4 separate regions of the Danio rerio genome follow, and regions 1, 2 and 3 are each linked to region 4. A link is a contact called in public HiCAR-type data. All regions are on one chromosome and are shown on one strand. Each heading gives the region's core, a stretch centred on a gene start, on an enhancer-like site or on the middle of the called end of the contact. The rest is flanking DNA. Distances are from core to core; before and after follow the strand shown. Region 1 overlaps ndst2b (N-deacetylase/N-sulfotransferase (heparan glucosaminyl) 2b). Region 2 holds the start of si:ch73-127m5.2. Region 3 holds the start of LOC101885436 (cannabinoid receptor 2-like). Region 4 overlaps ndst2b (N-deacetylase/N-sulfotransferase (heparan glucosaminyl) 2b).

The links. HiCAR-type assays count read pairs that join an accessible place to other places.
Region 1: a HiCAR-type map of caudal fin shows a contact between it and region 4, with 6 times the contacts expected there. The contact joins two enhancer-like sites. A contact is called at or near these places in 3 of 18 Hi-C or Micro-C datasets (caudal fin, embryo and fibroblasts) and 2 of 4 datasets of contacts at active chromatin or transcription factors (caudal fin and embryo).
Region 2: a contact with region 4 is called in a HiCAR-type map of caudal fin, with 5 times the contacts expected there. The contact joins the promoter of si:ch73-127m5.2 here to the enhancer-like site in region 4. A contact is called at or near these places in 4 of 18 Hi-C or Micro-C datasets (caudal fin, embryo, hematopoietic stem cells and 1 more) and 2 of 4 datasets of contacts at active chromatin or transcription factors (caudal fin and embryo).
Region 3: a contact with region 4 is called in a HiCAR-type map of caudal fin, with 4 times the contacts expected there. The contact joins the promoter of LOC101885436 here to the enhancer-like site in region 4. A contact is called at or near these places in 7 of 18 Hi-C or Micro-C datasets (caudal fin, embryo, fibroblasts and 1 more) and 2 of 4 datasets of contacts at active chromatin or transcription factors (caudal fin and embryo).

What each region holds. Positions count from the first base shown.
Region 1 is chr12:37,115,570-37,123,567 of GRCz12tu, reverse strand. All of the region lies in intron 1 of ndst2b (N-deacetylase/N-sulfotransferase (heparan glucosaminyl) 2b), which reads right to left. Among named protein-coding and RNA genes, the nearest start is that of ndst2b, 5.9 kb to the right of the region's middle. Within about 2 kb of position 2,902, at least 3 of the 62 cell types and tissues checked have an H3K27ac peak or open chromatin away from gene starts, as enhancers often do. A contact at or near this core is called in caudal fin, where this site is marked.
Region 2 is chr12:37,012,238-37,019,803 of GRCz12tu, reverse strand. It overlaps si:ch73-127m5.2, which reads left to right and starts at 3,803. Exons shown (of 4, transcript NM_001278598.1): 1 at 3,803-3,927; 2 at 5,788-6,470. The coding sequence starts at 5,831. syt15 (synaptotagmin XV) reads right to left here. Exons shown (of 11, transcript XR_012388105.1): 9 at 2,917-3,069; 10 at 1,925-2,071; 11 at 1,085-1,784.
Region 3 is chr12:37,092,443-37,099,577 of GRCz12tu, reverse strand. It overlaps LOC101885436 (cannabinoid receptor 2-like), which reads left to right and starts at 1,896. Exons shown (of 2, transcript XM_068224805.2): 1 at 1,896-2,439; 2 at 2,518-5,237. The coding sequence starts at 2,532. The coding sequence ends at 3,485. si:ch73-127m5.1 reads right to left here. Exons shown (of 15, transcript XR_012388102.1): 10 at 868-1,009.
Region 4 is chr12:37,247,099-37,254,975 of GRCz12tu, reverse strand. It overlaps ndst2b (N-deacetylase/N-sulfotransferase (heparan glucosaminyl) 2b), which reads right to left. Exons shown (of 15, transcript XM_073918680.1): 6 at 7,807-7,877; 7 at 5,762-5,890; 8 at 5,488-5,670; 9 at 3,470-3,566; 10 at 3,140-3,263; 11 at 1,162-1,336. Among named protein-coding and RNA genes, the nearest start is that of ndst2b, 140 kb to the right of the region's middle. Within about 2 kb of position 5,590, at least 10 of the 62 cell types and tissues checked have an H3K27ac peak or open chromatin away from gene starts, as enhancers often do. A contact at or near this core is called in caudal fin, where this site is marked.

The DNA.
Region 1 (7,998 bases), core at 1,653-4,152, 130 kb after region 4:
TTTATATATTCTCACCCCACATCTAAAACCATGATGGAAATGCAGCGCGTGCTGCTTTATGTATTTAAATGCATTTGTAAGCTCGCGATCCTCTGCCGTTTGTCATTGCTATGGCGATCAAGTTTCAAAATAGGTCAGCTTTTGCCACTGTGTTTCTTAATACTGAATGTGTGTCATGGTTAAGAATAGAGCAATATGCTTGTGTTTAACTTGCGCTGAATGCAGTCGACCCCTAAAACCAAAATTTGACCTTTTCAATGCATAATAGGGGCTCTTTAAAAACATTAGATATGATTTTTCAGCTTGACATATGATTTTAAAAATTTCAATTCTTCCTGTTGAATTCTTGTGGTGTGATATATAGCACCAAAATGTATTACGATTGCCATTTTAAGACAATTTAAACACTATAATAGCATCACAATGCAAGTACACTTTCAAAAAACACAAATACTTTATTCTTAAGAATATTTAATTTAATTATAGTTATTTTAACCATTTAATAATTAGGCATTGGAATCAGAATGTGAAAACAATCCTAAACAAACGTTAACAGAAAAGTCCAAGGTAAAAAGAACAAGAGAAAATGGTAACAGGTCTATTTTCAGTCGTCAGGCACCCACATGAAAATATACTAGAGTAATTTCTAGTAAGTACTATAGTGTTTTTTCAACCATACAGACACTGAGACCTCCAATAGAGATATGGCTGTGGAATCAGCTAAAATATGGCTATAATTGGTTTTATGTATGAGCGATATTTATTGCACCACCAAAAATTATTGAGAAAATGTCCAAATGTTGTGTAATATGCCTACTAGCGATACAGGATCAAACTTTTCTCTGTATAGAAATATAGAATAACAGTCTTTAAAATTTCAGTCTAATAAAACATGTTTTATAATTAGGGATGCTTGACTGTGGTTGTATGTTGGTGGTGCATCATTCTTCAATAAATACAAATGAAATGAGTCAACCTAGAGTGACCATTTCAGCATCTAGTATAAACAGTTTGGTCGTGCCTACTCTCAAAAATACTATTTGAAGGGTGTCTTTCATATATGTTTGTGTTAATCTCTTGCAGTTTATTATTTGAACACTTGTAACAATGGTGCAACATGGTAATACTATTTATAATAAAAAGAAAGAGATAGCTAAACCAAAAGGTGAACATTTACTAAGTATTTACTAAAGATGTGATGTGATCTCGGACAAGATTTCTCGTTGAGGTGAAAAGTTGTCTTGTGAGTTGTGATAGAGAGTGAGGGTGAATTTAGCACTGAATTTGTGTTGCATGTCACTCATTTGCTTGGGCGGGTGTGACATAACTGTTTTTTTCACCGGAGTTCAAAGATTGCTGCGTCTAAAAGCAGAGGCTGCTACAACTGCTGCTACACAAATTAACCAGTTTGTAACTATGCGATGGAAAAGCACTATTAGATATTCTAAAATCACAATCGCTGTAAACACAAATCGAATTGAGACGTGGAGTATTCCAATTTCAGTTGCATCACTGAAATGCAGTACAGACATTGAAACACCGTAACCAAACAATTACGTCATGTAGGACTTTTAGCAGCAATTGCAATGATATTTCATCCTTAAAGAATTATTTAAAATAGTTTAAAATCTTGTCTTGTTCTCGTGAACACAAGATGAGACACGAGATGAGACACGAGATGAGACACGAGATGAGACACGAGATGAGACACGAGATGAGACACGAGATGAGACACGAGATGAGACACGAGATTGGGGAGTAAGCGTCTCGTCACACCCCTAGTATTTACTCACCCTCCTCTACTAATACTCAAATGGGCCATCAAAATAAAGGGGTATCTTTTGGGTTCAACTCATAATGGTTTGAGCCAAGTAAAGGGTGAGTAAATGATGATAGAATTTTCTTTTTTTGGTGAACCATCCCTTTAATGAGCATTACTAAAGGATCCAATTTTAATTGGAAACTACCGTTAGAAAGCATCAGGCAGCTAAATTTACAGTCAAGATCTTCTGGATAATTCTCCCAATTGTTTGTCATTTAACTAAACACATCATGCTGGGACTCAAGTTATCAGGGTATTGGTTCATTTTTTAAGAGTCTTACTGATAATTGGCCCTAAGATCTAGACAGCAGCTTTATTACAAACCAAACCTGGCGGTCTACAACCATTTAAAAGGAAAGTTCTCCCAAAAAATGAACACTGTTTACTCACCCTCAAGTGGTTTCAAATCTCCTTTATGAGTTTCTTTCTTCTGTTGAACACAACAAAAATTTTTAGAAGCTGACAAATTGTAACCATTGACTTCCATAGTAGGAAAAACAAATACTATGGAAGTTACAAGTTACATGAAAAAGAAAGAAAGTCAAACAGACTTGGAAGCAATAGAGGATGAGTCAATTACAGTTTCATTTTTGGTCTAACTATCCCTTTAAGGCTTCTTTCGAATTGAAAGAAACTATCTTCTCTGTCAATATCAGAACTTTTAATCAGACCATAACCTGCCCCAGAACAGGTTAGTCATGGAGCCAACTTCATGGTCACTTAAACCCAGAGTTGGTGCAAAAGAAACTAAAACATACCTGGCTAACCAGCTAAACTGGCTTCATAGGATACATATAATAGAATGCTTTCTTACAATTTCAACAAATTAAACCCTGAAACATAACACAATTATATAGCCAGTGTTCTAAAAAGCTCATTTATCTATGATGCATATACAGACTTGTCTAAATTAATACTGAGTTCAACTGGCTAACAAGCCAAATCCACCAAAATATCTTAATAAACTCAAAGTGAATCACTGCACTGAGAATTCAGTGACTCACCGAGCAACGTTTTATACATACTGGTTAGGCCTGCATCATTCCACAACCACAAACAAAACATCATCATGCCAACCAACACGCTTATAAAACAAACTCTGAAAGGACAATAAAAAAGCATTGCAAACGTCTAAACTATGAAACAGCCAAGAGACAATCAATCATTATAACCATTAACAGACAATGGTTGCATGCGAGTACTACTACACTACTGCAATGAATTGAGCAAGATTCATCTAAACATCTCATTTAGTTCCATTAAATATAGCAAATTATCCATGCTGAAAACAACATCTACCTATTAAGGTATGTTAAAGACACTTTATCAATAGCTGAATTCATGTAGGTCCTAATAATTTGGTATGTAATTAAAATTATAGCCCAGTAGTATCCAAATAAGATACTGTAAGTCATATTTAACCACATCATCATTAAATTCTTTTAAATTTAATTTGGACTGTAAGAGGTTATTTCTAACCTCGTCATGTGAAGTGTGCAGGAAAACATTGAACATATCAGTCCTTACGACTCTCATCCACAGATGCCTTATTTTAGGTGGATTTTTAGTACTCAATAAATATAAGCAGCACAGAACAAAGCTTCATGTGTTCATTGCATTCCATTTAGGATCCAAGATAGATAAATCAAAGAAAAAAAAAAACAGGAGGATGGCTTAGAATGTGATTTTTAACTCAGATCCATATAATCATGCAGTGGGAATACTCTGTTAGAACACTCTTGAATATAAAGACTGAAAAATGTTCATTCAAAAAAAGGACTTATGGATGTTAAATGGAACAAATCAATGCCAATAAGGAACCATCGTTTTCAAGAGTCAAGCTTGTAACTTCTTCAATTGCTTGTCCTCTTCTAAACAATGTTTGAAATGCTGTATTGCCAGCACTTCTTGTGTTATTTTCCTCTTTTGGGCCAATTGCTTGTTGTATTCCTCATTTGTGAGTAAGCCTGGATAAACACGTTGGCAGAATTAATGTAAATACACTATGTTTGGAATAGGAATCAATGAAATATCAGCTACCACATTTTTTTATGTGATTATTATTGGCCCAATAAGAAAAGTATCAGCTTGATTTATTAAATATGATTATTTATCCCATTTTTTTTTTCTGAGGAGATAAAATGTCAGCAGTCTGGGAGATGTTCACTGTTAAAAATTCCAATTTGTAAGTGATTTTGTGGATAGAAAGATCTAAATGTTAAAATAAAACCAGCTGTTCACTGGAATTGTTTGCGTTCAGTTCCAACACAATCTCACGGCAATTCGTAACTTTTTCATTTAGTGGCTAATTCGTATGAATTCGTACGATCTAATTCGTACAATTTAGTACGATTTGCTTATCCCCCAATGACGGTTGGGGTTAGAGGTGGGGTCAGGTGCCACGCCTCCTTTTTAAAATCGTACCATTTCGTACGACTGAACTCTTACGAATTCGTACGAATTAGCCACTAAACTGGCAAAACGTAAAATACTTACGTTTTCTCGTGAGATCAGGCTGTCAGTTCCTAAAACCAAGCTTAAAAGATAACGATATCAAAATTTATATGTATCAACCTACATATTGTTTACTGACTTTTAAATATACAGAGTTATATTCAAGATTGGTTTAATGAAAAGATGTGCTTTTAATAATAATAATAATTCCTTATATTTATATAGCACTTTTCTAGACACTCAGATCACTTTACACAATGGGGGTGATCTCCTCATCCACCACCAGTGTTTACCATCCATCTGGATGATGTGACGGCAGCCATATTGCACCAGACCGCACACCACACCAGCTGATTGGTGGAGAGGAGACAAAGGCTGTTTCTCAATGTGCGTTCTTCAGCGTTCTTGCATCCTCGTGTTCTCATGTAACGTCATCATCAACTGCCAAAGTTCAGTTCCAATACTCAAGATTGCAAGAACGGAGGACGCATGAAACTTCCCAGATGTGTTTTTGATAAAAGACGTATGGATGCAGACTTGAGCACCGAACTCGCTCTCTAGAAGTCCCAAAAGTCTTTGTGACTGGAGGTGGGAAGCAGAGCATTTTATATAGGTTTGTTATTAAAGTTCAGAGATTTGACTTATTTACCCGAGGAGTTTTCCTAAATGAAAAGGTAAATATAAACAATACCATAAAAATCTTAATAAAGGAAAAAACAGATTAAGAGTGTTCATTTGCTGAAATTCATATCAAAATCTGTTTTATTTATATTGTGCAACGTATATTTGTAAGGTCTTTATATTTATATATATATATATATATATATATATATATATATATATATATTTTATATATATATATATATATATATATATATATATATATATATATATATATATATATATATATATATATATATATATATATATATAGTATATATTGTGAAAAGAGGAAAAACAATAAATCGTTGTATGAATGCTGTAATGTTTAAATAATTTTTCATTAAAAACGTGTGGAGGTCATGTGACCATCTCATTTCTCAGAGGATGCGTACTGTGTTCTCGCGGTCTTTCAAGTTCGTTTTTCCGAGGTGACCTAGCAAGACCGGTCTCCACGCAAGTCTGTTCTCTGTGATATTGTAATTGAGAAACAGCCAGAGTGAAGCAGCCAATTATGATATGGGGATGGTTTGGAGGCCATGATGAACAGAGGCCAGTGGGCACATTTGGCCAGGATGCCAGGGTTAAACCCTTTCTCTTTGTTGAAGGACATCTTGGGATTTTTAATTACCACAGAGAGTCGGACTTCGATTATACGTGAGCAGTCCAAATCAATATACTGGGACATTAGGACCCACAAAACATGTAGGTTGAGCCTCACCAACACCACTTCCGGCAGCAACCAAGCTTTCCCTGTGGTCTCCCATCCAGATACTGACCAACCACAGCCATGCTTAGCTTCAGTGGGCAATCATGTGAGAATTGCAGAGAGCTGCTGGTGAAACAAGGATAGTGTGTATTTAAACAAAGCTAATGCGTATCTTGAAAGTCAGGAACCAAATCAAACAATCAAGACTACTGTGCCATAGGCATGGTTTGAATAGTAAGGATTACATTTCATTCACTAAAGCAGGTTTTGATTTATTAACAAAGAAAAAGACATGCTTTGTTGACGCACCTATTCTAACTGTTGAAAAGCCTGTAGAGTCCACCTGACTTCAAATGAACTCTCAACTAGAGCTGTGTAATATATCGTGCCAGCATCAATATCGCGATGTGCGCATAAACAACAGTTGATTTTTTTTTTTTTTTTTTACCAGGAGCCACGGTTGCAAAGGTTAACCATTATAGAGTACAAATGTATCATTTACAAGTGCTTTTAAGGCCTATGATTGTGTGAGGAGTTTGTGTAAAGCATTCAAAACTATAACTAAATGAAGGTTAAATGTATGGAATTATTAATATGATGAGGACTACATGGTGCCATTTTTTATTAGATTATATCATTTCTGTAGCCGAATACAATTAAAACTCCCAAGAAAATGGTAAAGTACTGGTTATTTCATGTGTACTGTATCTACCAATAATGGAAATTTGTATATGAAATTGTATGCAAATCATAATCAAACTGAATAAATGAAATATTTCTAGATAAAGCTATTAAAGTCATCTGGTAAAATGGTATTGATATCGCAATAAATAATGCTGAAAAACAAAATATTGCATTGTCAGATTTTTCCAATATCGTGCAGCCCTAATGTCAACAATCAGTATCAACTGTGCACGGTAGTGCATTACATTAAAAAAAGATAATTGATTTGTGCATGTGAAAAATGAGTTAAAGGTATGACAGATTGGAGGTGCTTGTCAAGAGTAGATAAGGTAGGCCTATTTATACAGTAAGCACGTAATCTGGATTGGCTCCACTTTTATTGAGCACTGATTAAGCTCTTCATGAAGCAAATTACATCCTGGAGAATGAAGCCCACGAGCAACAATGTTTAATTATATCTGACTCATCAAGGACATCAATGAGGCACTCAATGACTGGTATTCTTCTTCAGCTCTCCGACCAGCACTCATTGGGTTCCTCATTCGAACGAGAGGCATTAATAGGTTCGTTTCAAAGGAGGCGGAAGCTCTTTTATTCCTCTCTTCTCCTACTTCAATAGCCGCTGAATGTAATTACCGAGCTGAAGTTGAAATGTCGAAAAAAATACAGGACTTTTATAATTTCGTTCCAAATATGCCATAACTGATTCCACCAGCAATAGTCATTTCTTCCTTCATTGCATTCTTTTGTGTCTTTTCACTCTAGATTTATTCGTTTTAACGTGGAACCACCAACATCTTATCAGAAGTGCATTAAAACCGGCCTAATTTTTATTCGTCTCATAATTAATGTTGTAAAAATCACACATATGGGTGTGCTTGAACGCACATTCAGTGAAACTATCTTGCCGTGAGCCTCACAAGCAAGAAAACAGATGCTTTCCTAATCACACAGTCTACTTATTCCCTTAAAACAGAGAGATTTAATGAGCTTCTCAAAAATCCAATCTTGAAATATGTCGTTTAGCTGATAGTCTTATGTTAGGATGACAGCAAACTTCATCAGAACATCTCCCTTTTGGATCGGCTCTCTAAAAGACATTTTTTGATGTGCAAATCAGAGGCGAGACAAAACAAAACACGTCAGGAGGAAACTTCCCACACACACCTTGGCGGAATATCATAGACTGCGTGCTGACAATACCCCAAATGCCAACAGCAAAACTATTACAAGTCATGTTTTAGCACAAAGACACTGTACACCGGTTTGTTGGGGCTTTGGATCAAATGCAACAAAAGATCCTTTATAATAGGGATAGAACAATAACTGGTTACAACAGTATTTTATCAGTTCATATATCAGTACAGCTCGCCAATAGCATTTGTTGAAACCCTAAAGTGTAGAATTATTTCAGGATAATTGCAAGGTGATTTAAATAACATACTCATTCTTAAAAATGAAATGTGCATCTTAAAGGGATAGTTCACCCAAAAATTTTAATTCTGCCATGATTTACTCACCTTTTATTTGTTCCAAACCATTTTTCATATTTTATGTTGAAGACAGAATAAGAGATTTCGAAGAATGTTGGAAACCTGTAAACACTGACATTCATAGTATTTGTTTTTCCTACTATGAAAGGCAATTTGATTTTTTGTTCAACAGAAAA
Region 2 (7,566 bases), core at 2,554-5,053, 230 kb after region 4:
TATTATTATTATTAATTACAGTATTAAAAGGCACCTATGATGAAAGTCAACTTTTATAAGCTGTTTGGAAGAAATGTGTGTAGTGTGTCCACAGTCATATATGAGTGATATAAACACAACAAGTCTCAAGTCCCAGACATTAAAATAGGATTCAAATCCCAGTGATTATGAGGCCGGCCGCAACGTGACATAGAAGTGCGATTTTCCATGCCTACTGAATTGATCGACAGGTGCCATGTCTCAATAACAACATGTATGAACATGTCCACACAACATTTTTTTGTAAATAAACTGGGATTAAAATATTTGTTACAACTCTCTGTGATTTCTATAAATTTAAAATGTTTATAAAACAGAGCCTGTTTGTAATAAAGGTAGTTAAATCGCTGTGATTGATTGATTGATTGATTGATTGATTGATTGATTGATTGATTGATTGATTGATTGATTGATTGATTGATTGATTGATTGATTGATTGATTGATTGATTATAGTTTAATTAAATGATACACAATAAAAACTGAGCCAGAAATATGTTTGGCTTCGTGTTTTATGTTTTTATTGTCAAGAAAATAATGTTGCAATTAGTATTTTAACATGAAACTATTGTCACAATCATATCTGACCAAAGCAATTTTACAATGCATAAAAACTATTTTATTTTGGCAAAAATTCAAATAAAAATGAATGAGAAAATTTGCTTCAAAATGCTGCCCTAAGGTCAGTGCATTATAGTAATATTAAATATGTCCATTTTATTGCTGCAGAAAATTTGTCTCATGTTTTTCTAGTTCTGCAAAGTCTGTTAAAAATAATTTATTAGTTTTAACAATTCCCTTTTCATATTTTATGAAGGAACTGTGAAGTAAATGATAACACTTCATTGTGCTTTCAAAGACTGCAATGATTTTTTTTTTTTTTTTTTTACAGTTTAAAGAAAGTTACTTGTATAATTCACACAAAGCTTCCGGGAGAAAAGGGAAGATTCAATACTAAGATATCCATAGTTCAGCATAATAAAATTGATCTGGTTCTTGGCAGGTCTTAAAACGTGGAAAATAAAAACTCATATGAACAACATCACAACATTTTGCACCGTATTTATTTAACAAAAATAAAGACTTGAAAAGCCATGGGTGACAGCCTAGATTCAATCCACTTTAAGAAGTTACTTGAAGTAATCATTTTCTGCAACATTACATCTCACATCATTCTGAAGGAATTTTGGTTCCCCTTTATGATGTTGCTCCAGTAATTTGAGGTTTGTAGACATTTGTTTCTGCACAGCATTTCAGTCTGGATGAGCTCTGGACCCTTATTTTCAGTAATTTTGTTTTTGGTTTTGCTAGTGTGTTTGGGTCCTGTTGCATGACCCATGATTTAGCTATCAGACAGAGGGTCTCATTTGACTCTAAAACACATTGGTATACAGGGACGTTCATGGTAGACCCAATGACTGACATGCTCAGGTTAGTTATTGTTTAAGGCCATTTGGTGAATTCAGTGATCATACAGTAAACACCCTTTCTCTTTTCATCAGTGGCATGCAGTCTAAACAGTCTCTGGGTAATTGGGTGCAAGTATTTTGGACATCTTCTTGAACACTTATGTCTACTGATGCCTACTAATGTTTCCAGATGATTTGCTGCATTTTTAAAGCAGCCATGTCTTGAGGTTGTTCAGTATGATGCGATTTACGTTCTTCGTTGGACGTGAATCACAGGACTGATTTTTCCACTCAGCGTATCATCTTAGAGAGGAAAAAATAAAGTATTGACTGCAGGCTGAGGGAAAATAGTGGAGCAAAAGTACTGATACAGCACTAAAAATCTATTCAAGGATAAGTAAAAGTTCATAAACTACTCAGTAAATAACAATTCCTGAGGAAAAACTACTCAATTACAGCAATTTAAGTATTTGTTACCTTGCGCCATGGCTTTCATCAAACATCTCCACCGTGGTCTGTGGTCTGCTGTGAAATTCTAGGTTTGTTGACCCTTTTTCTGAGCATTACACAGTCTGATCTTTGGGTTGAATTTGCTTGGTGGTCTGCTCAGGGGAATACTGGTGCCTGTTTTGAATAAACAAACTTCCTCAGTGTTAAATTATGGACTTCAAACTGCCTGGAAATGGCCACATTACCCCTCAAAGATTGATGGCAGGAGCAGTTATTCTCCAAGATCACTGCCTTTCCTCCTTGCCATTGTTTAATACTGAAGACTCCAGAGCAACAAACTGCCAAAACATCTGCATTTCTAGAGATGCTCACACTTGATGATGATCATCTAATTAAAATCATTTCACATAGCAGTGCTCTTAATTACGATGTGGGTGTTCTAAGCTTCACACCTATGGGCTTTATTTTTGTGAACGACACAATGTGCAATATGTCATGTGTTGTTGTTCATGTAAGGCTTTATTTTTCAGATTTTAAGACCTGCCAAGGACCAGATATTTTTCGTCATGATTGTTTGCTGGGGTTACTTGTGTTGATCCTTTTTTTTTACTCTTCTGTGCAATTATATTGGCTTTTACAGATGATTGTCAATGTGCAGACAGACAGACAGACAGACAGACAGACAGACAGACAGACAGACAGACAGACAGACAGACAGACAGACAGACAGACAGACAGACAGATAGATAGATAGATAGATAGATAGATAGATAGATAGATAGATAGATAGATAGTGCAGCTAATCTCTTACAAGAGCACCAGAGTCTTCAAAATTATCAAACAAAAATTACAAATGCTTTATCCAAACCAATAAATAATAATCATTTTGAAAATGCACACCTAAATGCAAGTATTTAATGCAGGTAATAGGCATGTAAAACATGTAACATTCATATCTTGGGTATATACAACCAAAATAATGAGTTTTGGCAGACCTTTTATTCATCTGTCAATCTGACCTGGCACATCTGATGCAGAGGTTGCTGAAGAAGGAGATATTTCTGCTTTTCCAGCACATATTACATCCGTCTCTTCATCTCTGGTCCCCTAGTGTCTCTTGTGCTGACACTTCATTTGTGACCAACAGATAATGTGGAAGATACATGACTTCTCTGCGTCAGGAAGAAACAACAGAAAAATGGAAAAACACAACCTCTTGTAGCACAGAGACCTCTCTAAACAATTACTCTCATCAATAGCTCCCAGCTCTCCTAGCTCTCTTCCACTGGCTAAATTATCAAGATAATGGGTTTGGCTTTAATAATTAGCACTTAAGACTAATTGTCCAACTAGCTGAAAACGCAAATAAACATTAGGGTACAGGCCAGCTTTGTGATGGGCAGCATCTAATGAGATCATTAGAGGTGGTGAAACGAAGCCATTTGAAAATACATACCGCCATCTAGTGCTAACAATTAATAGTGTCTTTAAAAATAATTATTATATTGTTATTTTGTATTTTCTGTAACCATTAAGAAAAACAGGCCGTCGTCAATATATTTCTAGGGGCAAAAACAATTGTTTTAAACATGAACATTTAACGTTACTTTCATGTCAAACTTGACACAAATGCAAGTGATTAATATCCAGGAATTATATACACCACTTCGACGTAAGATATGCAAATACATCCAATTTCACTGTATACATTTGTCAATAACATTGTGTAACAAACAGCGAGACATAAAGCTTTGTTCGCGTCCATCCATTTTAAGCTCCGGATATTCCACCTCTTTACTCTGACGTAACATGACTGACACATGCCTCGTCGAATAAGCACTAAAGATGAATATGATCGACAGTGACTTTGGCCAATGAGCGTTCGAGCTCCGCCAGCTATGGCGTCTGTGCCTCATCTGCTGATTTGCAATCCGCCGAAATAGGATCGGTGAAGAAGGGGACCTTCGATCGGCTCGCCATGGACTGTTCTAGGATCAGTAAGGTTTAAATACGACTCTAACCATTGAGCGGTAAGTAAGAATACTGTCAGTAACTTGTGTCCGATTGAAGGTTGGCATTCGTAACCAGAACAGTCCAAATATAACCGAGCTTTGGACTCTTTTGAGCACATGAATACGGTGGAATATCACGTTTCAAACATAATGGTGGCTTTGGCCTGTCCTACAATTCATCAAAACAAGTAGATTATCTGTCCTCTTCAAATCAGCACTGACTTGTGCACTTTATGCACATATGCATTCTCAAAATGCGAAGTAAACATAACATTATATCACATACTTGTACTTTGCCAAAAGCATATTCTGCACCCCATTTTTTATGAACTGTGTTGTTTAACGCAGTGTGTAGAAGAAACATACCGTCGCGCGCTCACGTGCACGCGCTCCAAACTTCAGCCGTCTCGCGCTGATGGGACGCTGTCAAAAACGTCATGTGCGCTCCTGTCGACCAAATATTAATGAATGTTTAAGTTTTGATCATCAGTGCAACAATAAGATCGAAATGCATGCTCTTTACTTTGTTATTTTTGTATCGGTATTAATGATTTTTTTTGTGCAAATAAAATATCAAAACATCTTTATGGTATGAACTTTGGCGATAATTGGTATGAACTTTGGCGAAATAAATACAATAACAAAAACAAATGTCTTTTTTGTCTGAAAGTCAATTATAAAGTGACAATAAAAGCAATACCTACTTTTCTTGTGGCTTAAATGTAATGAATTAATACTATAAATATGTTATGAATTTAGCAACTAAAATTCAATACATACCACATGAAAGTGGTGTAAACATAAGAAAACCATACGTAATCAAACATTATTTATTTCCCCCAATAACTATACCTCCTCCAATATCGTGTTATATAGGGGAGAGTGGGGACAATTGCAACACTTTTTGAATTTCCTTTAGTTTCTCAGAGACATTTTTTATGTGAAAGAAACTCAATTTTTTATATTATAAACCCACATCTATCAGACACCCATCCACATTGCTATATAGATATGACAATATATACAAAGTCAAACGTTGCAACTGAAAGCGGAGGACGGTTGCAACAACCCACAGGGACAACATTCAGTAGAATGTAATAATAATTACAAATTATTAAAACTAAAACATCATTAAATTAAAACCTTTATTTTTTGTAAACAGACTATGGTAAATATAAATTAGTTAAATGTGTTAAATTGGCCATAAATACTGATTGTTAAAAGAACACATAACAACCAATTATCAGACCTAAACAATATAAATATATATTTATTTTTTCTTGCCTGAAGCTTTACTAAAGGTGCAGTATCATGCACCATAGTGCAGTGGGCAGCACGATCACCTCACAGCAAGAAGGTCGCTGGTTCGAGCCCCTGCTGGATCAGTTGGCATTTCTGTGTGGAGTTTGCATGTTCTCCCCGTGTTTGCGTGGGTTTCGTAAGAGTGCTCTGGTTTTCCCCACAGTCCAAAGATGTGCTCTAGGTAAATTGGGTAAGCTAAATTTTCCATAGTGTATGAGTGTGAATGCAAGTGTATAGGTGTTTGCCAGTGCTGGGTTGCGGCTGGAAGGGTATCTGCTGCGTAAAAACATGTGCTGGATAAGTTGGCGGTTCATTCCGCTGTGGCGACCCGGGGTTAATAAAGGGACTAAGTAAAAAAAAATGAATGAATGAATGAATTTGAACATTCAGTTGGTCGATTATTGAGTTTATTTGGGTAATTTTTAAAAAAACATGTCAATAAATTGCAGTACAATAACATTTCTTGAATTATTTTATCCCCTTATTAACCACTACTTATAAAATATAAAACTACATACAAAATATTTAATATATGTATAATTTATATTTTAATATCTATTTTCTTCCTTGTTACAGATACAGATTTCATTAAAACAATTGTGCTGGTGAGAAGGAAAAGATGGATCCGTCTGCAGGAATGCACATGTCTGCTGTTCCCCAGAACACCGAAGTTGTCCATGTCTCAGTCGCAAACCCTATTATAACCATGTACCAGCCCCAACCACAACCTCAAAACATCGCCCAAATCATCACACAGCATGTGCTGCCCCAAGAAGTCTCCTGTCAGGCTGTACCGCACACGATGCAGTCTCACGTCCACATGCCAACTCACATCCAGACTCAGTCGCACATCCAGCCTGCTCCGCATCTGCAGACTCCTCCGCAAGTCCATGTGGAAGCGCAGACTCATATTCCACCTCAAGGCCACATGTTAACACAAGGTCCATCAGAAGGCCAAAGCGCTGCACCGTCTCAAGGTGGTGCTGTGAACTCGCTGCAGGTCCCGTTTGCAGAGGTGGCTTCCCTGCTGGACCCGAACATGAAGAGCTCAAAGGCTCGCAAGTACCAGATCCATTACGAGGAGGTGAAGAGGAGACTAGAGCCTCCTGAGAAGATGTCTCTTCGATCTCTGGCTGCCTACACCAGAGTGAGTCGAGGCCCAGCTAGTAAGAAAACTCTCTTGGAGTCTCTAAATGTTTTTGGACTTTCACCAAGCACAAATACAGCAGTGTCCAGTTCTTTTTCCAAACTAACTGAAGGTAAGTCTGGGAAATGTACTAAATGTACTCGTTAAGAATTCATGTTGTTGCAAACCCGTATGACTTAAAAGTAAAAGTGTGGGTGCTTCAGAATTCTTAGGATTCTTTAGAATAACTTGAATTAGTTTTGCACAATGATATCAGGGTATCCGCAGGGTTTTAAAAAGTCTTAAGTTTTCATTCATTTTACTTCAGCCTACAGCAGAATGAACCACCAACTATTCCAGCATATGTTTTACGCAGCGAATGCCATTGCAGCTGCAACCCAGTGCTGGGAAACACCCAAACACACTCTCATTCACACACAATCATACACTACAGCCAGTTTAGTTTATTCAGTTCCCGTATAGAGCATTTCTTTGGACTGTAGGGGAAACCGGAGAACCCGGGGGAAACCCACGCAAACACATGGAGACCATGCAAACTCCACACAGAAATGGCAACTGGCAAGGCCGGGACTTGAACCAGCGACCTTCTTGCTGTGAGGTGACAGTGCTAACAACTGAGCCACTGTGCCGCCTATGTCTTAATTTAAAAAAATAATATTAATTTTAGGACTTAAAAACGCTTAAATTCGCTGAAATATTGTGTTGTAGGTCTTAATTATTTTAATTAAATTATTTTAAACAGGTTTTAATTTTTCTCTGTCCATGTAAAGATACCCAATCGGGCTGACACCCATCCAATCACTAACATTTCATCTCAGTAAATGCTTTAACAAAAGTTTGTTTATTAACTCTATTTACCAATATGTGTTAATTACCTTCCTTACAAAAATAATTGTTTTTAATGGTTATTTTAACTATTTAGAAAAAAATCCTTAGCATTTGGTCTTGTGTATGGCCCAATTCCAATTAAATTTTTGTACCCTGTCGGTGCCAACAGCCTAGTGGTTAGTGCGTCGACACATAGCAGCGAGGTGCTCGCAGCGACTCGAGTTCGATTCCCGTCTTGAGGTCCTTTGCTGATCCTTCCCCTATCTCTGCTCCCCACACTTTCCAGTCTCTATATCTCCACTGTCCTAAAAATAAAGGTGAAAACCACTAAAAAATAATTATTAAAAAAAAAAGTATTTTGTACCCCTTCCCCTTGGCCC
Region 3 (7,135 bases), core at 647-3,146, 150 kb after region 4:
TCTTCACAAAGGAATGTCTAGATTATAATTATGATCATAAAGGATTATTTTAGTTATTCAATATGAAGATAATGCAACTAACACAACACTGGCCAATGTAATCAACCCAGCATCATTGATGGCATTTAGAGCCTGTAACAGCAGGTTGACAAACATAACTCACCTGCATTTATCAATTGAAACTGATTAGTGTTCCCTAGCAACACAGAACATTAAAACAAGTGCACAAATAAAGGCTTTATATAGGCTAGGTACAATTGCTAGTACAAAAAAAATGCTGTTGGGGATGTTTTGATCCATTCTGGGGTGATTTTGAGTCTTAATTTGGCCACAACTTTCTCTGTGTGTTTAGAAAATGCAATGATTTCTGGTGACAAATCTTATTTTGACACATATTTTGGGAAAATGCTTTGAAAATGTAAAAAAAACACTACACAAAACATTACACTCTTATTTACTACCCTTTTACTATGTTCATAGTTTTCTTTTTAACTGCAACTGACGTTCAACTGTAAAAATGACACATTTTACCTCTTCCCAACAGGGAAAACCACCAACAATCAAGAATGCATGATTATATGCTGTCACGGCTTTGCAATAAAAAATGTCATTATAATGGAAGTCAATGGGTCAAAAACAGCCACTAATATAAAGGAAATGTGGTAAATCTGAACAGTTCACTTGGGCTCACAACAGGGGGATGCAACACAATTTTAGCTAGTCAATGACTTTTTGAAGTGGTCTTTTGAAAAAGTTATGTACTTTTTTAAGATGCAATTTTATGCTGTGCCTCTTGAAGTTTTCTAGAAATATTCCTACTGATCATAGAATGACTTTAAGCTATTTTGAGGTAAAATGTCTCCTTACTTGAATCCGAGCTGTCTGCAGACGACGGCAGCATTGACATCATTCCAGCCGTGATCACATACGCTGCCCCATTCGCCATTAAGAAACACCTCCACCCGGCCCTCCTTCCTACTGTCACCACCTGCCAGACGAACCAGAGGCCCTGAAACAAACAAAACAACAATAAAAACAGAGAGATGAGTTAGATTCTCTCACGTCATTTAGAGTGTACGGTTAAAGTGAAAATTATATGCCTTTCTGTTGAAATGTTTTTTCTTTTTCAAATGATGTTTAACAATATTTCCTATATTATTTATTCTTCTGGAGAAAGTTTTATTTGCTAGGATAAAAGCAGATTTTAATTGTTTTGATTTTAGGGTCAATATTATTAGCCCCCTTAAGCAATATTTGTTTAAATTCAATTAAGAATTATTTTTCAACGAAACAACATTAGTATTTTTTTAAAACAGTTGCTTAAGAAAACAATATATATATATATATGAGACCAAAAAAATTATATATATATATATTTGTAATTCAGATAGTTTGCACTTAACAACTCAAATGTTTACTAAGGAAAAGTTTTATTTGTCTGACAATTGTACACGTTTAAGAAAAGTCTGTCATTCTGTCTGTCTGTCTGCCTGTCTGCCTGTTTATCTGTCTGTCTATCTGTATCTATCTATATGTCTGTCTGTCTGTATCTATTTATCTGTCTGTCTGTCTGTATTTATGTCTCTATCTGTTTATCTGTCTGTCTTACTGTATCTATTTATCTGTCTGTCTCTATCTGTTTATCTGTCTGTATCTATTTGTCTGTCTGTCTGTTTGTCTGTCTGTCTGTATCTGTCTGTCTGTCTCTATCTGTCTGTCTGTCTGCCTGTCTGTATCTATTTATCTGTCTGTTTGTATCTATCTATATATCTGTCTGTCTGTATCTGTCTATTTATCTGTCCGTCTGTCTGTCTGTCTGTCTGCATCTAATTATCTGTCTGTCTGTCTGTCTGTCTGTCTGTCTGTCTGTCTGTCTCTATCTGTCCGTTTGTCTGTCTGTCTGTCTGTTATTCTGTCTGTCTATCTCTAAATATTTATCTGTCTGTCTACCTCTCTGTCTGTCTGTCCGTCCGTCCGCCTTCTTATCTATCTATCTATCTATCTATCTATCTATCTATCTATCTATCTATCTATCTATCTATCTATCTATCTATCTATCTATCTATCTATCTATCTATCTATCTATCTATCTATCTATCTATCTATCTGTCTGTCTGTCTGTCTGTCTGTCTGTCTGTCTGTCTGTCTGTCTGTCTGTCTGTCTGTCTGTCTGTCTGTCTGTCTGTCTGTCTGTCTGTCTGTCTGTCTCTCAATAACTGTAAAAAAGTGAAAACCTTTAAAAAAAAAACTTGTTAAACTTAAATTATTTTTCAACACCTGCTTAGCAACAAGTGGTTTTTAAACGTTTTTTGGGCTTGACCAATCATTTTCAAAACCATAAAGGAAACTGTTGCATTTCGTGCAACACGCAACAATCTAGATTACAGACACCAGCCAACAGACAGCACACGGAAGCAGCACACATCATAAACTATTAAAGTAAGTAAAAACTACAAAAGTAGCTAACAGCACACTGTAGAAACCTAATACCATCTACCATGTTGTTTTTCTCTACAGATTTAGCAATAAGGATGATGAATTCCTCCTGTGATAACATCTACATGGTGCTCAGCAGCTCAGAGAAGGTGGCCATAGGTACGATCTGTCTGCTGATTGCTCCGCTCAGCCTCATGGTCAATGCTCTCGTCCTGTTTGTGATCGTCTGCTCTAGAAACTTAAGAAGACAGCCGTCGTACCTGTTTATGGGAAGCTTGGCATTGGCTGACACCATTGCTTGCTGCTGTTTCACCATCAACTTCCTCAATTTCCACCTTTTTAATGAGGATTTCTACTTTCAGAGAGCAGAGTTTCTTCTTAAACTTGGTGGCGTGTCCACAGCATTTACGGGATCGGTTGGAAGTCTGCTTGTGATGGCAGTGGATCGCTATCACGCAATATACAAGGCTGGCACTTATAAAGTTCTGCTCACAGTTAAAAAAACATTGGTGTGCATTTTGGCATTATGGATCATGGCTGCTCTCATATCCTTCCTTCCTCTGATGGGATGGAGTTGTGAAGATTCTCCATCATGCTCCAATCTCTTTCCATACGTGGATCGTAGCTACCTAGCATTCTTTGCCAGTCTTGTGTTGGTGGTTCTGTTTCTCATTCTGCTAGCTTACGGTCTAATTGTATGGTGGGCTCATAAACACGAAGCTAACATGTGTGCAGAACATCCAGGACTAGCACGCATTCGTGTGGACGTTCATCTGGCAAAGACGTTCGCCTGTATTATGCTGATTCTGTTGGTGTGCTGGCTGCCTGTGCTTTCGTTTATGATGACAGATGTAGTTACGACAGAGCTTTCAAAACCACAGAAAAGGGCATTTGCTTTTTGCAGCGTATTATGTCTGCTGAATTCAGGCATCAACCCGCTGCTGTACTCCTTGCGCTGTCGTGAGCTACGTGCAGCACTGAAATCATTACTGAATGTTTTAGGGAAATGCATGGGTTGTAGATTACCCAGACCAGGTTGTAGTAAGTAATATGATGTTAGTTTTGCATATATAGCATTTTTTGAATCTGTAAAAAAACAAAAGAAGGATCTGAGGGTGACGAGGAAGCAAACATATTCAAGATCAGCTTGTAAATCAGATTTTTTACTGTGTTATATTTTAAATAAATATTTTTTCCCTTGAATAAATATTAACTTTAATTAGCAAACATGTCGCTGTCTTCTGACTTAATACATAAATACACTTCATTGAACATGTACACATAGATATCAACTATATACTATACAACTGCAGGTTAACTGTATACACAGTTGAAACCAGAAGTTTACATACACTCTAAAAAACGGGAACGTAAACATTTTTTTTAAAAATGTCTGATGGTAAATTATACTAAACGTTTACTACTTTAGGTCCGTTAGGATCACCTAAATGACTTACATATGCTAAATGGCAAAATAATGAGAGAATGTTTTTAAGAGATTTTTTAAAATAAATTTTTTAGTCAGTCAAAAGTTTAAATACATTTCCTTGATATTTTTTTAGCTTTGCTTTTAAACTGTATAACTTTGGTCAAATATTTTGGGTATCCTTCCACAAGCTTCTTACAATAGTTTGAAAGAATTTTGGCCCATTCCTTCTGACAGAATTGGTGTAACAAGAAAGCTTTTTCAAATCTGCCCACAAATTCTCTATAGGATTGAGTCCAGGGCTTTGTGATGGCCACTCTAAAACATTCACTCTAATTTGGCATTATGGTTAGGGTCATGTTTTTTTTTTTTTTTTTGGAAGACCCATGTGTGCCCAAGTTTTAATTTACTGGCTGATGTTTTGAGATGTTGCTTCAGTATTTCTGCATAATGTTCTTTCTTCATGATTCCATCTATGCTGTGAAGTGCACCAATCCCTCCTGCAGCAAAACAGCACCACAACATGATCCTGCTGCCCCCATACTTCACAGTTGGGATGGTGTTCCCAGGGTTGTAAGATTTCCCCTTGGTCCTCCAAATGTAACACTGGTCATTATGGCGAAACAGTTCGATCTTAGTTCCATCAGACCACAGGACATGTCTGCAAAAATTATTCTTACAAATTGTAATCTGGCTTTTTTGTTGATTCTGGCTGGTTGATTTTCCCATATTGTCACAAAAGGAAGCAGTGTGTTTAAAATGTGCCTCCAATTAACTTAAATGTTGTCAATTAGCCAATCAGAAACATCCAAAACCTTGACACCATCATCTGATCTTTTTCAGAGGCATAATAATCTTTTTGTGTGTAAACTTTTGACTTTCAAGAAAAGTTAACAATTTTTTTAAAAATATATCTCTCATTATTCTGCTATTAAGCATAACAGAAACAAATTTGATAATCCTCACCTACCTTGAAGAGAAAAATATAGTCACATTAACATTAGACCTTTTTTAAACGGTTATGTGCCTTTTTATACAGTGTAAGTAAACTTCTGGTTTCAACTGTATATAATAACTTTAACTGTTAAAAGCTATAAGTTACTAGTTAATTAGTTAAAGTTATTAGAAACTAATATAGTTATGATAACTAATAATCTTAACTTTTCCAAATTTGATTTTAATGCAATAATGTTCACCTTTTGTGAAGCTGCTTAAAAACAATCCTTATTGTGAAAAGCGCTATACAGATAAACTTGAACTGAACTGAATTCTGAGAAGAAAACAAAAAAGTTGCATTGTCAGAAATAAACACATAATTACACAACATATAAAGTCGCTATTGTAAGACATAGAGAACAAATAAGGAGGTATTTATAAAAAAAAACAAAAAAAAAACAAATTTACAATCAAAAACTGACATTAATATCAACATTTATATGAGTAGTTTTGTGTACATTTTTTAAAATGTGATGGCAGTGTTTTAATTTTGTGTATTATACTCCAGTCTTCAGAAATCATTCTAACATTTATTGTTAAATTTAGTCACATATAATCAGAAAAACATTTATTTAATATATAATTTCTATGAAATTATAAATATACTGTTTTACCTAAAAATGTTGACTTTTAAATATTAGAATAAAACACCATTTACCAGCTGTAAGAAAAATCAATTTCCATGAGAAATTTACTTAAACATTCATTCATTCATTCATTCATTCATTCTCCTTTGGTTTAGTCCCATATTTATTAGGGGTTGCCACAGTGGAATGCCAACTATTTCAGCATATTTTTTACGTAGCAGATGCCCTTCCAGCCGTACCGGAAAACACCCAAAATACAATATAGCCAACTTTGTTTACCCAATTCACCTATAGCGTAGGGTTGGGTGATTTGGCCTATAACCAATACTCAATCATAATTAATGGATGATTATTTTATTAGTTTATTTTTTGTTTTTTGGCCTCATGGTTCACTGATAAGTTTTGTACAGTATATAACTGTATATCACATACTACAAGTGAGAGATTTTTGAATGAAGGGTGCATTACTTTACTTTAAAATAATTGAAGGAAACACACACTATCTACTATCTATGATAATCTATTCATCAACATTGAACAGCTGAAATTAAATCACACATTGCCTAAAACCAAGTCATTTTTTCTTATAAAAAAGTGAAAATAAACAACTTGCACTTTTGGAAACAAAATAAATTATTTTCAATGTTTTCAAAAATAGAAATTCTAATTTTGAATGTAAATAATTTTATCGAAATAGAAAATATGCCGTCTCAAGGTATATCTGGCTCAGCTTCCAATCATCGTCAATGTAATGCAAACGTGCAACCTGTAAAGTAGTACCTGTGTGTTCGATGCAAAAGTATAAATCAGCCTTAACAGAGTGGGGTCACATGACTCCACATGCGCTAGGGAAAGTAATTCAAAAATATGGACCTGGAAAAATTAGATCGATTATAGGCTCTGAATGTTGATTTTTTAAAGTACTTTTCGATTAATCGCCCAGCCCTACTATAGCGCATGTTTTTGGACTGTGGGGGAAACCGGAGCACCGAGAGGAAGAGGGAGAACATGCTAACTCCACACAGAAACGCCAACTGGCCCAGCTGGGACTCAAACCAGTAACCTTCTTTTTGCGAGGAGAAAGTGCTAACCACGGAGCCACTGTGCCACCTATTTACTTAAATATACACTAAATAATGATGTTTTGCATAATGATGCAAATAAATCCAGATGTTTTTTTTTCAATCTGACTTTCATCTTTCAACTCTTTCAAGTATATTTTCTAAAACTACTCTACAGCCACTAGGGATGGGAAGATTAACCGATATGTATCGATACGCGGTCATGCGCGTGCACGATGCGAGTGCATCGGTTGAGCAGCAGAGGATGAATGAAATTTTGGAAGCAAATCGAGATGCATCGGTTTTTGCGAGATGCATAGATTTTTCCGAGATACAGCTTATATTTTTAATATAGAATGTATTTTTTATTCATTAACAAGTGTTGTCAACCTGTTTTTGGCGCATAATTTAATCAATCTACATAAAGTAAGCCTTAGCAATGGATTTGCGGATGTGCACACACTACAACACAGTGTATCAGGTGTGCGGAAGAAGCTAGTGGAGCGCCCTCAGAAAGCGCGAGAAGCAAAACAAACATTTTATTCCCCACTGAGTTTTAAATCTAAAGTATGGCAAGCAACATTATGGATTTAAGGATGGACGACATGACAGGACAGATGCAATTTGCA
Region 4 (7,877 bases), core at 4,341-6,840:
TAGTTTTCACCGTCAGAAGAAATAAGTGAAAATGAAGAGTTTTTGCTTAGAACAAGCTATGAAATGCAGATATTTAGACTAGAAAAAAGACAAAAATTCTATGTAAAAATTATTATTATTTTTTCCGTAAATCATATAAATCCCATATAAATACAGGGATTAAATAGAAATTTGTGGTTCCTGGTCAACTATAATTCAGACTCAACATTGCATATCTTGCTATGTGACTATTGTGGATGCGCAAATTGGGATATCAATGCTGAAACCATATATTGTGCAGCCCTATATGGAGTGTGGAAAAATTAGACCTCTTTGCAAAGAAGTGAAAGGGATGATAGAGAAGATAATATGTGTTAATACTCCACTGTTACCTCTGATTTTTTAAATTACATTTATACCCTGAGGAAATGAGGATTAAAAAGACTGAATATATATTTATAAATATTTGTATTCTTCAAGGTAAACTGATTATCTTTAGGAAATTGGAAAAATGTGTGTACACTAAGCATGTCATGATATTGCATAATTCGTCATGAAGTTTGATGAGATCCTGGATTATCATCTATGTTGATCCTGAAACTTAATTTTTGTTGGAAAATGTAATCCACACCTATTCTCTACCCCTACACCCAATCATAACTGTAAATTACTCCCAAAATCAGAGGGGAATAATAGTCGGATAACAATCATGTAGAACTGCATGAACTTAATCGTAAGCCTAATTTTTAACAAAATCTGTAAACGTATCCCTTAATTCTGATTGGCTGATTGGAATTTTGTTCCAGGATCAACATAGATGTTAATCTAGGAACATATCCTAATTGGTGACTTCAGGTTGGTGGCACACTAAATATAGGATGGTGGCTGAAGGACATGGTTACAAACATGACGATGGAAGATAACCTATATATTTAAAGATCAATTTTAGAAAAAAAAAGGTCTTTAAGGGGGTTTGGGGACCTTTAATTTTTTTCCTAAAATGTGGCAGAGTTGGAAATGTGATGATTGTTGAATAAAAGACGGTACAATAAAACGTTACAATAATTGATGTTTTTTTGTTTTGAGGTTATTTTTACTTCTGTATTATCTGAGTGGAAATTTAAAATACAATAAATATTACAAAAAAAGAAAAGAAAATGCATGTTGAAAATATAAACGCACCTGGTACCAGGAATATGCCCGGTCAGCAGGGTTGATAAGAATAGAGATGATTTTGGCTCTTGGTAGCAGGGCAGCTGCTCTCTTCGGGGTAGTTTCGGTGTCAAAGTAGTTGGCGCTCTTCTCAAACAAGAAGTCTGTGCTTACATTCGAGGGTACAGGGAAAAAATCCATATACCTGAGGAAAGAAAGAAAGAGTGACTCTACACTGTGAATCAAAAACAAATCAAATACCTTAATGTCTATTCTGGTCCAAAATCAAAAATATATACAGTTGAAGTCTGTATATTTTTTCCCCCTTTATATTTTCCCCCTAATTTCTGCTGAACTGAAACAAATATATTTTACACATTTCTAAACCTAATAGTTTAAATAGCTAATTTAATATTAATGTTGTTTTGTGTAATAGTCAGTTCAATTTATTTATTTAAATGACATTTTTTATTAATTAAACATTTTTAGGTTTTCAGTGTTTTGTGAGATATTTTGTGTTTTCTGACCTAAAGTATCTTCGGATTAGCTTTTTCAAAGGTTACATAGGTCAAACTATACAAACTATGCAGCAAATTTTATGTTTAGGATATATGTAGAAACAAACACCTACTGTACAAGAAAAGGGTGAACACCATGTCTATCGGCGTAGATTGATTGATGCGATTATGCATTCACAATGGTATAATCCATTATAGGTGTGGTCAAATATATGTTTATATTATCTATGATTTTAATTAGTAACATTATTATTTAAGATGCAGATCAGAGTAAACTATTTCTCAGTATTAAAGGGCTGACCCCCCCATAAATATTGTTTTGATGTCATTCAGGGAAGATCAAGCATTAATTAGGAGGGTCAACCCAGGGTACAAATTACAGGGGGGTTTGGGGGGGATTGACCCCCCTAATTAACGCTTGATCCCCCTTGAAGGACATCAAAACAAGATGTATGAGGGGGTCAGCCCTTTAATAGTAAGATATAGCTTTTTCTGATCTGCATCTTAAATAATAATGTTACTAATTAAAATCATAGATAATATAAAGATATATTTGACCACACCTATAATGGATTATACCATTGTAAATGCATAATCGCGTCAATCAATCTACACTGATAGACATAGATGTCTCTTAATATTATATATCTTAAATATTAATAATTACAAATGTATAATATAAATATACATTTGACCCTCTTATAATGGTTCATACCATTGTGAATGCATAATTGCGCCAATCAATGTGTGGAAAAATATGATTCAACAGTTTAAACTGGCAGTTCTAGAGCACAGACAGACATCTTAAGTATTCACAAAACACGTTTCTTCTAAAATAGGTGTTTATATCTGCATGCAGCCTAAAAAAAAGAAAATGTAGACACATAATTTGTATAGTTTTACCTACAGTAACCTCTAACATAGTCACTAAATATCCATTAAAACACTGAAAACGTATACATTTTTATTATTAAATGAGATGTAGTTTAAATACATTCATAAATTTGATTCACTAAAGCATGTATTAGCAAACTACTGCTAAAAAAGTTGACCCCACTGATTGAAAATGTCTAACTCTCACCCTGGGTCAAACCTCCCCAAACACCGCTGTAATTCGCACCCTGCTTACCATGCCTACAATAAAGTCTAGCTCAAGGTGTAGTGTGGTCCATTCTGGTGAAACATAATTTGGGAAATTTTTGAAAACTAAAAGTTAATAAAAAGTCTATGAAAGTTTATAGTTACTGTTTGACCACTGTTTCATATTCCTTGCAATACAACTAATCTAATCAGTTTAAAACAAAACCACAATTCTTTTGAATTAGAGATTTAAATGCAAGTCTTTATAAAAAAAAATCATGCATTCAAAGGTAAAATGATGCCAATAGTTTGATGTATTAAGCCTGATCCAAAAATGAGTTCTTGAATTAAACTGGCATCTAAGTTAGAAAACAAACAAAATGAGGCCTGAATGCAGTTGCCATGGTTACCAGTCGATGCCGCGCTGGTAGTTTGGTCCGCTGAAGAACTGCACCTCCTCAAAAGTGATGGGGCTGGGGTAACTGCTGCTGATGGCAGGATGAAGAGAGAGAAACGAGTGCAGGGCTGTAGTTCCTATACAAAGAGCATGACCGCAGAATAAAGCACAGCATTCAGATGGTTTCATCAAATATTCATCTCATTTCCTGGAAACATTATGTTGTATGATTTAAATGCCAAATGAAGGGCTCTACATCATAAAGCATTAATTATTAAACAGCATTTGAGATCCTTACGGTTTAAATGGCTTAAAACAAATCGTAGTATTAATTTAGTGTTACCGGTCTTCTGTGGCCCAATCACTAGGAATTTGGGCAGTCTGTCGCAGGTCTTCTCTTTGGACCAGATGTCTTTGTGTCTCTTGTCGTGACATGGATTCTGTTCATCGGGGGAGTATTTGTTAGTATAATGCGAGCATAAATATGAGACAAATATGAATCACCTGTAATTAAAACTAAATTAAGTTCTGCTGTTCATTATCATAACATGAAAACATTGATTGCAATTTAGGTATTGTTTTCTGGCAGTTGTTAACTGGCCACTTTATTAGGTACACCTCACAAGTACTGGGTTAAACCCTATTATGCCTTGAGAACGGCCATAATTCTTTGTGGCATAGATTTAACAAGGTGCTGAAAACATTCCTCAGAGATTTTGGTCTATATTGACCTGATAGCATCACACAGTTGCTGCAGATTTGTCGACTGCACATCCATGATTTGAGTCTCCCGTTCCACCACATCCCAAAGGTCCTCTATTGGATTGAGAAATGGTGACTGTGGAAGCCATTTGAGTACAGTGAACTCTTTGAATGTTCAAGAAACCAGTCTGAGATTATTTGCACTTTACGACATGGTGTGTTATCCTGATGGAAGTAGACATCAGAAGATGGGTACACTGTGGTCATAAAGGGCTGGACATGGTCAGCAACAATACTCGGGTAGGTTGTGACATTGACACAAGGCTCAATTTGTACTAATGGGCCCAAAATGTGCCAAGAAAATATTCCATACACCATTACACCACCACCAGCCTGAACCGCTGATACGAGGCAGGATGGATCCTTGCTTTCATGTTATTGATGCCAAATTCTGACCCTACCATTCAAATGTCACAGCAAAAATCGAGACTCATTAGACCAGGCAAGGTTTTTCCAATCTTTTATTGTCCAATTTTGGTGAGTCTGTGTGAATTGTAGCCTCAGTTTCCTGTTCTTAGCTGACAGGAGGGGCACCAGGTATGGTCTTCTGCTGCTGTAGCTCATCTGCCTCAATGTTGGACATGTTGTGTGTTCAGAGAAGCTCTTTTGCATACCTCGGTTGTAACGAGGGGTTATTTGGGTTACTGTTGCTTTTCTATCAGCTGGTACCAGTCTGGCCATTTTCCTCTGACTTCTGGCATCAACAAGGCATTTGTGCCCACAAAACTGGTGCTCACTGGATATTTTCTCTTTTCTGATAATTCTCTGTAAACCCTAGAGATGGTTTTCCATGGAAATCCTAGTAGATCAGCAGTTTCTGAATTACTCATACCAGCCCGTCTGGCACCAACAACTATGCCACATTCAGTCATTCAAATCACCTTTGTTCTCCATTCTAATGCTCGGTTTGAACTGCAGCAAATCGTCTTGACCATGTCTACATGCCTTAATGCATTAAGTTGCTGCCATGTGATTGGCTGATTAGAAATTTGCGTTAACGAGCAGTTGGACAAGTGTACCTAATAAAGTGGCCGGTAAGTTTATGCATTCATTTAAAATAAAAGGTTTAATAGGCCCTTCTACAATATAAAACTACTAAATATGTTATTATTTTTAAGAATTCAACAATAATTATTTATAATGTATTAAAGTATAAGACTTTACTTTTATGTTAGTATTAGTACCAAATGTAGACAAAGGGGAGGGCTGACAAAAACTACACACACACATACTTATTGTAGTGATGAGTTGTGATTATTAACATATATAAAACAATGACTGATTAAACTAAATTTGAATACATTTTAAATAATGTCTATTATAATATGTATTATTTTCATGCTAACAAATAATAAATAATAGTGTTAAAGTATAGATTAAATATTGCAACAAGAAATACATTTTAATGGTTGACTAAATCACGCAAAACGGTATGATTAAAGACCATTTAACTGGACACATCCTAATTTTAAAAAATAAAATTCATCTTTCATAAAAACAAAATGCATCTTTGTCCCATATTTATGAGTACATTTGCGAGATTCACCCTATAACAAAAGCTCCAGCAATAATAAATCACAAAAATGTACTTGCACAAACCTGCCACAAGGGGTCTCTCTCATCAGGGAAAATCTGGAAGTATTTGTGAGCGAGTCTGACAGGAGGAAGCGTCTGCAGGCGCAGGTGAGTCCAGCACTGCACAAACCTCACCAGAGACTCGAAGGTGTACAGACCCAGCCGGTCATTGCCATAGTTAGACAGGTGAGTCATGAATATACTAACCTACTCAAAAACAGACATTTGTCATATTGCAGAATTAGTGTAGGCGTCGACTGCATTTGAGTTAGGAGTTTTCTGTGGGTGTGAGACTAACCGGATTGAGCAGCACTGTGAGAAACAGCTCCCCTCCACGAATGCTTTTGTCCAGCTCCTGAGGGCCACCAGGATAATCCTTATAGAAGATGGTGTGTGTGAAAAGCCCACAGGTCTGCCGGGGGAGAACCTGATGTACAAAAACACAAACAACATATTGGTCAGAAATCTTAACAGTTTTGGTAACTTGAAAGAGAACTTGATTCTACAGCATTTGAGTAGTTCATGCTAATTTATGATTATGTTCATTACTTAATATGTTCATGTTCACAATCGTTACCCTCATTTAAGGCAAAACATAACAGGCAAAACTGTTGTTTTTCCCTGGTCATTTTTACTGGCCATTTTACATTCAGAATATCAAATTAATGGAAAGAAAAGATACAAAAATAATTAAATAATTTCAGCTTTCATTAAACCGATTAGTTACTAATAATTAGTTACATATACTAGATAATGCATTATTTAAAGATTTCATCAAATCTGTAATAAAAAAAACCAACTGTCTTAATGTGGTGTAATTAATTTGTTATAAAGTATAGAGATCTGTACTAATTTTAACATATTCATGTTGTATTATGCTTTTAAAAAATTTGGTAACACTTTCTAACTGCACACTATGAATCATCTATTAAGCATTGATATAATAGTTAATTCCTTATCTGTTAAGTATTAACCCAACATTAATAGATGTTAGTAAGCAGTTTATAAATACAGCTACAAACACTTTATAATGTGCTTAATAATGGTATTTTCATACTTTGTTAATGATTAAAGTATTGCATTATTTACAAACTACTTATTTAAGAATAGTTGGTGTTATTTTAAGATAAATAAGAATAAGTAAAGTGTGGACAATGTATGTTTTATAAATCCCCAATGAATAACAATTAAAGGCTCAGTTATATTGTAGACAGGAAAAAGGGGGAAATAAATGACTATTAATTTCTATTTATTTAAAGAAAGACAAATGAAACTGAATCAAATGAAAATAAATCTTTGCAATCTTATGTAAAATAAAATTAATTTGCAGTTAAACCATCGCTAAATAACCTTGAAATTATGTTTCATAATATATTGTAAATTATTATATTGTCGTTGTTTTATCCAATTTTATTTAATTGTATTTTGACACTCCTGCTATTCATCAATGTTTAAAGTTTACAGCAATCTTATTTTTATTTTAGATAAGATTGCAAACATTTATTGTTCATTTGATACTGAGCCTTTAATTGTCATTTATAAGTGAGTATAAACCATAAATAGTCCTCACTTCGATTATTTCAAAAAACTGCATGAAGTTGAGTTAATAAAGCATTTATTAACATACATAGTATATGCCTGAATAATAAAATATATAAATGTTGATTTGAATAGTTTATTAATTGTTTACTAACTCATTCTGAATGATTCTAAAAGCCCTTAACTACTCTTATTTACAAATGGTTTGTAAAAATTGCAATACTGAATTTAGTAATAAACAATTAATCAGTAATAAAGTATGAAATTACAATTATTACAGTAATTATATAATCATATAGTAATTATAAGTAACATTATAAATGTGCTTATAAGTAAAAAATACAGCGTTGTATTTGTAAAGTGCTTACTAACGTCTATTAATGTAAGTTAATGCTTAACAGATAATGAATTAACTATTTTTAATATGCAAAAATAAATAATTTAATAAAAATATTAAAATGTCTTTGCTTTGCATTCAGACAACCTAACATCATGTTTTAATAACAGGGATCGAAACCCAAAAGTGTAAATTTGCTCACTATTTAGTCACCCTCAAGTGGTTCCACACCAGAGATTTTGTCTTCTGTTGAACACAAAAAAGATCATTTGAAAAATGTCAGAAACCCGTAACAATTGACTACCATAGTAGGAAGACAATGATTGCAGGTTTTCGTCATTCATCTAAATATCTTCTCGTGTGTTCAACAGAAGTAAGAAACTCAAACACATTTGTGAATAATGAGTAAATGATGACAGAACTTTCAGTTTTGGGTAAACTGTCCTTTTAAGGTTAGGCAAACCTACCTGTATGCCATTGTGTATGAAGCCCCGGCGGTAGCGGGCAGGCCTGAGATGAGGATATTCCTCTGTGCTCG